Linked DNA regions of Sus scrofa: region 1 is linked to region 2. A link is a contact called in public Hi-C data. All regions are on one chromosome and are shown on one strand. Each heading gives the region's core, a stretch centred on a gene start, on an enhancer-like site or on the middle of the called end of the contact. The rest is flanking DNA. Distances are from core to core; before and after follow the strand shown.

What was found. A called contact is a pair of places that touch in the nucleus more often than the background predicts.
Region 1: a Hi-C map of skeletal muscle shows a contact between it and region 2, with 4 times the contacts expected there. The contact joins the promoter of MMADHC here to the enhancer-like site in region 2. A contact is called at or near these places in 1 of 5 promoter capture datasets (fetal liver), 5 of 47 Hi-C or Micro-C datasets (embryonic fibroblasts, mesenteric adipose tissue, omental adipose tissue and 2 more) and 1 of 2 datasets of contacts at active chromatin or transcription factors (skeletal muscle).

The regions. Positions count from the first base shown.
Region 1 is chr15:2,497,701-2,500,712 of Sscrofa11.1, forward strand. It overlaps MMADHC (methylmalonic aciduria and homocystinuria type D protein, mitochondrial), which reads left to right and starts at 1,380. Exons shown (of 8, transcript XM_003133258.4): 1 at 1,380-1,503; 2 at 2,085-2,144. The coding sequence starts at 2,136. LOC102159998 (a long non-coding RNA gene) reads right to left here and starts at 1,397. Exons shown (of 4, transcript XR_002339312.1): 1 at 1,272-1,397.
Region 2 is chr15:2,031,702-2,034,842 of Sscrofa11.1, forward strand. No RefSeq gene overlaps it. Among named protein-coding and RNA genes, the nearest start is that of RND3, 320 kb to the left of the region's middle. Within about 2 kb of position 1,885, at least 3 of the 83 cell types and tissues checked have an H3K27ac peak or open chromatin away from gene starts, as enhancers often do. A contact at or near this core is called in omental adipose tissue and skeletal muscle, where this site is marked.

The DNA.
Region 1 (3,012 bases), core at 130-2,629, 470 kb after region 2:
GATTACTTGTGGATCTCCCAACTGCCCATAGTGTTCTGAATTCCTTATTTCTGACCACACAGCTTCCTTTGACTGAAATGTCCTCACCCCTCTGTCTTTTCTTGGCATTCAGGGAAAAAAAAAAAAAAAAACCTACTCATCTTTCAAAACACAGATCAAGCACCACTTCTACTATGAAATTATTCCTGACAGCCTCCTGCCATTCCACTGACCACTGACTCTTAACTTCCACCTCTACCTGACAGAGGACTTTCTGTCCTGGCAATAATGAATAACATATGGTTCCCAGATTCAAAAAGCTTACGAATATCATTCAACCAGAAATCTTATTATATAACCTGGACAAGTGAGCCAAATTGAAAGAGAAATTATGAGGCATGAAAAAATAACGAGGTGTAAGTAACTTCAAGACTTAGTTCAGTGGTTTTTCTCAGAACCCTCTATGATTCTCAAGCTATGAGGTGTGTGTGTGTGCATGCGCGTGCTCGCTATAATGTGTTAGCTATAGATGAACTGATTTAGTCTTCAGAAACAATCTACGAGTTAAGCATTATTATTATTTGTTTTAGAAGTAAGGAAATTAAACGCATAAAGAAAAAAAGAAACTTGCCCACCATGACCCAGCTAAAAATATCTGCATGAATAAAGTATGGACTTAGGGTAATTTTTTTAAGTATAACTGACAAATGAAAATATATACTCTTTATAAATAAGTCATTTGACATATATTCTTTCAACTCCTTGTTAATTCTAAGATATTGAATAAAGTACTTTGTGCTGTACAATAAACCTTGTTTATCTATTTTATATATGGTAATGTCCTTTCTGTTAACTCCCCTACTCCCAATTCATCCCTCCCAACCTCTTCCCCTTTGGAACCCATTAATTTGTGTTCTATGTGTGTCTGTTTCTGTTTTGTAAATAAGTTTGTGTCAAATTTCAGATTCCACATATAATTGATATTATATTTATCTTTCTCTGTCTGGCTTTCTTCACTTAGTATGATAATCTCTAGGTCCATCATTTGATATATATTTACTGAGCCTATTAAGAGAAAAACATAAATGCCCTATTCTCAAAAACAGTAAGTCACGAAAAACTAAAAAAAAAAAAAAAACCACGTTACAAAGAACAGAGGACTATACTTCCTAGAAGCAAAAAGAAAGTGTTAGGGAGAGTGAAGGCTTTCAAATATTTCACTGAGTTAAGGAAAGAGGAAAGACCCATCAAAACTCAGCTCACAAGCCCTCCGTCTTGTCACCGCAACTCACCTTTTCTCCTCCCACAGCCAGGCGGGACTATCCAATGGAAGGGGCGCTACGGAAGCCTACTGTGCGCGTGCGCAGCGGTGGTTCGACGATCCTGCCCATCGACGCGCTCGGAAGCAACTCCTTCAGTCTGCTCGCTGCCCCCGTACGCTCACCCCGCCGCCGTCGCGCCGCCATTTTGAAGACGGGAAGCGTAGAGCGCTGGGACAGCTGGAGGCGGCGGCGGTGGTGACTGGTACGGCTTGTTTCCACCCGCGTTATTCTCTCCAAATTCGCCAGTCTTCGTGCCCCAGCTTTCAGTGTTGCCCCTATTCCGAGAGGGCTCCTGTCGCTGTCCCCAGTCATCCTGTCGTCCTGTCTTTAGGACTTTTTTTGCTTTCTCATCCCTCGGCGCTGCTCGAACCTTCGCTTAGAGCTGTGGTCAGGCCTGTGTTAAAAAACCTACTCGGAGCCTCAGGACGCTGTCCCGGTGGACGGCTCCACGTTCCCCACCCTCGCTTAGAGCTGTGGTCAGGCCTGTGTTAACAACCTGCTCGGGGCCTCAGGATTCCGTACTGGTGGACGGTCTCTCAGTCTACCCCATCTAGTCGGAGTTGTGTTCTGCGGACACAGACCGGGCCGAGAATTGCACGGCCTCTGGACCGTGGTCTGTGCGCTGTAGGGGCTGGGGACGAATCCTGGCTTCCTTGGGGGACGGGGAGAGCTTGCACTTCGGTGCCTTTGACGGTGGAGGGACACAGGCAGTGGTGAACGTTACCCGAGCCGTCTGTCAGAGCTGAATCCGTCACCGGCCTGTTTTGTTTTGTCCTTTCCCAGGCATAACTTTACGAAAGGAAAGATAATTTGCGTCTGCCCTTTCCGCCAGAAATGGCCAATGTGAGTAAATCAGTCTCTTAAGCACCAGTATGGTAATGAAATAGTTTGGGAACTTGCTAGGAAAGTGGAAGGGTTTACTTATAATGATACTGGTGGCACAATGTTACTCATGCTTAGTGTATCAGAAATGTTAAGAGAAGCAAAAGGGTGTGCAGTTAGGTTCATATGCTTTAAACTTTTCAATACAGGTGTATTTATTCTACAGATTCGTTTTTAGAAAAAAATTCGGTACCAGCATCCTTTCAACATTTTTAAAAGCCATTTCAGTAAATATTTAGAATCTGTTTTTAAGACGTTTTCTGTTTCTTTGGTTAGGTCAACTGAAGGTTTTGTAGCAGTTTCAGTACAGGAAATAACGTTACAAATACTACAAAATGAGACTAAGAGATACTATTCCCATAGACCAGATATATTTACTAACTTTAACTGTCCAGTGATTACTCAGACACATCCTGCCATAAGGAGTTCATATAGTAGAGGACATAAGACATATGTGAAAACAGTTACAATAAAAATAGAAACTTTTTTTTAAGCTACCCAAAGGTACAGTGCAGATTCAGAGCACAGTATCTATGTAGGGTTTGGGTTCACTTAATCAGAGAAGCATTTAATTTGAGTTTTGAAAGATGGGTGAGATTTAGATAATCTGAGGTTTGGGTGGGCAGAATAGCAGGAATATTCGGTGACACCCTCCCCTCTTTTCAAAAATCGGTAACTCAGGTCTATTTTCCTTAATGTAAGATAAAATATAAAGAGATAAGTGGGAAATGAGGTTGGATTGTGGATCCAAACAAACTCAGTAATTTGGACTTTATTCCTTAAATGTTGGTGATGTAATTAGAGCTACATGTTAGGAAGACTAATATGA
Region 2 (3,141 bases), core at 635-3,134:
CCCCCAGGACACATACAACATCCCTTCAGTGTGTTTAGACATTTTACAAAAGGCAAGAAGAAACACTGACATCTGCTTCTTCTGTATACTGCCCTAGAAAAACCCCTGAAGCAATGACATAATAAGGAATCAGTAAACTAACGGAGGTAGGGGAAGAACAAAACATCAGGAGGACAAACATGCTATTCCTAATGTGACATCCTACTATAGATTTCTTTTCCCTACTACAGTGTGAGCGTCTTGATGGCAGCCAATACGTCTTGAGGTTTTCTTTTTTTTGTCTTTTGAGGGCTGCACCCACTGCATATGGAGGTTCCCAGGCTAGGGGTCAAATCGGAGCTGCAGCTGGCCACAGCCACAGCAATGCCAGGTCTGAGCCACATCCAAGACCCACGCCACGCTTGTGGCAATGCCGGATCCTTAACACACTGAGCAACTGAACCCCATCCTCATAGATACTAGTTGGGTTCTTCACCTGCTGAGCCACAGCAGGAACTCTGTTTTTGAGTTATGACGTTACAATGCATAGTCTCTGACATAGTATGTCCTTACATGTAGTGGAAGGAAGAAAAACAGAAGGAAGAGAGAAAAGGAAGGATGAAGAGAGGGATAAAGGGACAGAGAGAGAAAGGATAGAAAGAAACAAAGGCAGCAAAGAAAGGGAGAGGGATATAAGTACTATACCTATGCAACAAGCATCCATTGGACAAAGAAAGTATTCCAAGTATGTAGCTAAATACCAATGGTGATATAAAAGTGCATCAGCACTCCAGCAGTTCAAAAATGAGAAGCCAGGTTACATAAATATATATACATAGATAGATATGACACACACATAATATATATATGACACACATATAATATATATATATATATATATAAAATGTAACACTAAAACACAGTGGATGTTGAGACATGCTCTACAAGATACCAGGAATCTTCCAACATGTAGCCCCCCTAAAAATGACCATTCTGAGGCACATAGACTTTGGCCAACATGACTACCAAATTCCAGTCCCAGATGACTGCTCTCAAGGTGACACCTGACTTGAAAGTATTTAGAGCCAGCAAACTGAGACATGCCTTTTGTGAAAAGATGATCTGAGCTAATGTTGTGTATCGATTGGATATGACTTCCGACCCACCTGTTTGCTGTCTTTAGGAGTAAAGTTATTCTGATATGAGAATGGAATTGTGTCAGGCTCTCATCTCCCATCTGCTGTCCTTGATAATCACTTATTAATTCGGCATCTGAGGGTCCTGATGAGGACTTATGGATTTGAACAAGTGGAGGAGCAACTATGGCAAGGGGCATGGCAAAAATACTGTGAGTTTGAGAGGAATGTCCTAGAGTGTCTGTCAGTCAGGGCAAAGCTACCCCTCTGCTGATCTAGTCTGAAGATCTTGAGACACTTGCTCCTGCCATGGCAATGGTCCCCAGGCTGATACACATGGAGCAGTCTAGCCTGCCCAACAGCATCATATTTCACAGCAGCAAGGGACTTTTATTTTTGTCCTGCCTATGAATGTCAGCTTTTCCTTGGCAAAACTGCCTCTCCTGAGAAACCAAAACTCATAGAAATGGTACACTTCAACTGAATTTGGCTTTATTTCTGTCATCTCCCCTTGCCTGGAACAATACGATAATGAATCCATCATGGTTTGGGGGTATGTTATTGACTGGCTTCTTAAGAGTTATTATCCTGTTTGTTATTAATTGGTGAAATCATTTTAATGAACTTGTTTTGTTTATTGGCAAAGGCAATCTTAGTCTCTGAGCGTAATTTGCTATCCCTCACAGCAAAAAAGCCCATTAGATTCTCTCTCAGGAAGGAAGTAGCTAGCAAAGGGAGCCAGGCATGACAGACCATTATAACAAGATGGGCAGTTCTCAGGGATCAGGTAGAAACAAGTTATGAAAAGCAAAAATTAAGAGAAACCAGAGGCTCTGACACAGACCAGAAAAAGAGCCCATGAAGAATGAGGAAGTCTTTCCATAGAGAATAGAGAGAAAAGCAGACACATCACTAGACACAGGGATTTTTTGAGAGAAATCTGGTGAATATGAGAGCGAGAGAGAAGAGGAGAGAGGGAGAGAGGGGGAGGAGGGAGAGGACAAAGGAAGGAGGAGAGAGAGGATGGAGGAGGGAAAGGAGAGAAGAAGGAGAGGACGGAGGAGGGAGAGAAGGGAGGAAGGAGAGGACAGAGGAGGGGGAGGAAGAGGAGAGAGGAGGGAGAGAAAGGAGGAGGGAGAGGAGAGGGAGGGGGAGGGAGGTGAGAGAGACTGTGGCTCAGGATAAGGAAGGAATTTGTAGATGAAGGTTGCCTCAACTTTGACCATTTTCCAGTTCTATGTGTGCCCTTATTATCCGCTCCCTTTCTTATTACGGAAACTTCAGTTCTTTTAGCTGAAGAGCCTGACAAAACAAGAGTGATAAAGAGCAAAGGGAGCCAAGTCAAGTAGTCTCCTGCCCTTCCTCAGAAACACCGGCGCCACAACCCTCAGCCAGGCATCCTCAGCGCTGCCTGGCCCTCAAGGTTACTCATGCAACTTTAAAACAAACTTTGAAATACACTGAGGTCTGGAAACTTTGATGAGTTTAAAACCAGCAGATCTAAGGTGGAGGAAGTCCAGATATCCACATTTTTTACAATGTGGAGGATGATTCTCAGGCACAGCCAGAGGGGAGAAAACTAGTCACTACATCTGTGCTCATGAAGACAGCCTGAGCATCATCAGCCTTTACAAAAGCTCCGTTTTTTGCCTTATTTTGTGTGCTTAGAAAACTTACAGTCCCTGACTCTTCAAAAGATATATCATGATGGGAACTGTTTTGATGTTAATCACGTGATTAGGTACGTACACAGCCCAACCTATGAGCCACTGTGATTTCTAATCATCTTTATTCAGTATCCCTTCCACTTTTCACATTTTATTTTTTTCTTTATTAAATTTCTACTATATTCCAGAAATTGAATTTGCAGCCTGGCATGGGGGAGAATGACACATATACATAGATAATTACAAGTCAAAGAAATAGGTGATCTACATCATACGAATGATGACATAAAGTTCATTGCACTGAAGTTGCAAAGTAATGTCTGGTGAAATAGCTGATGTCAAGATTTCTTGATTTGTTC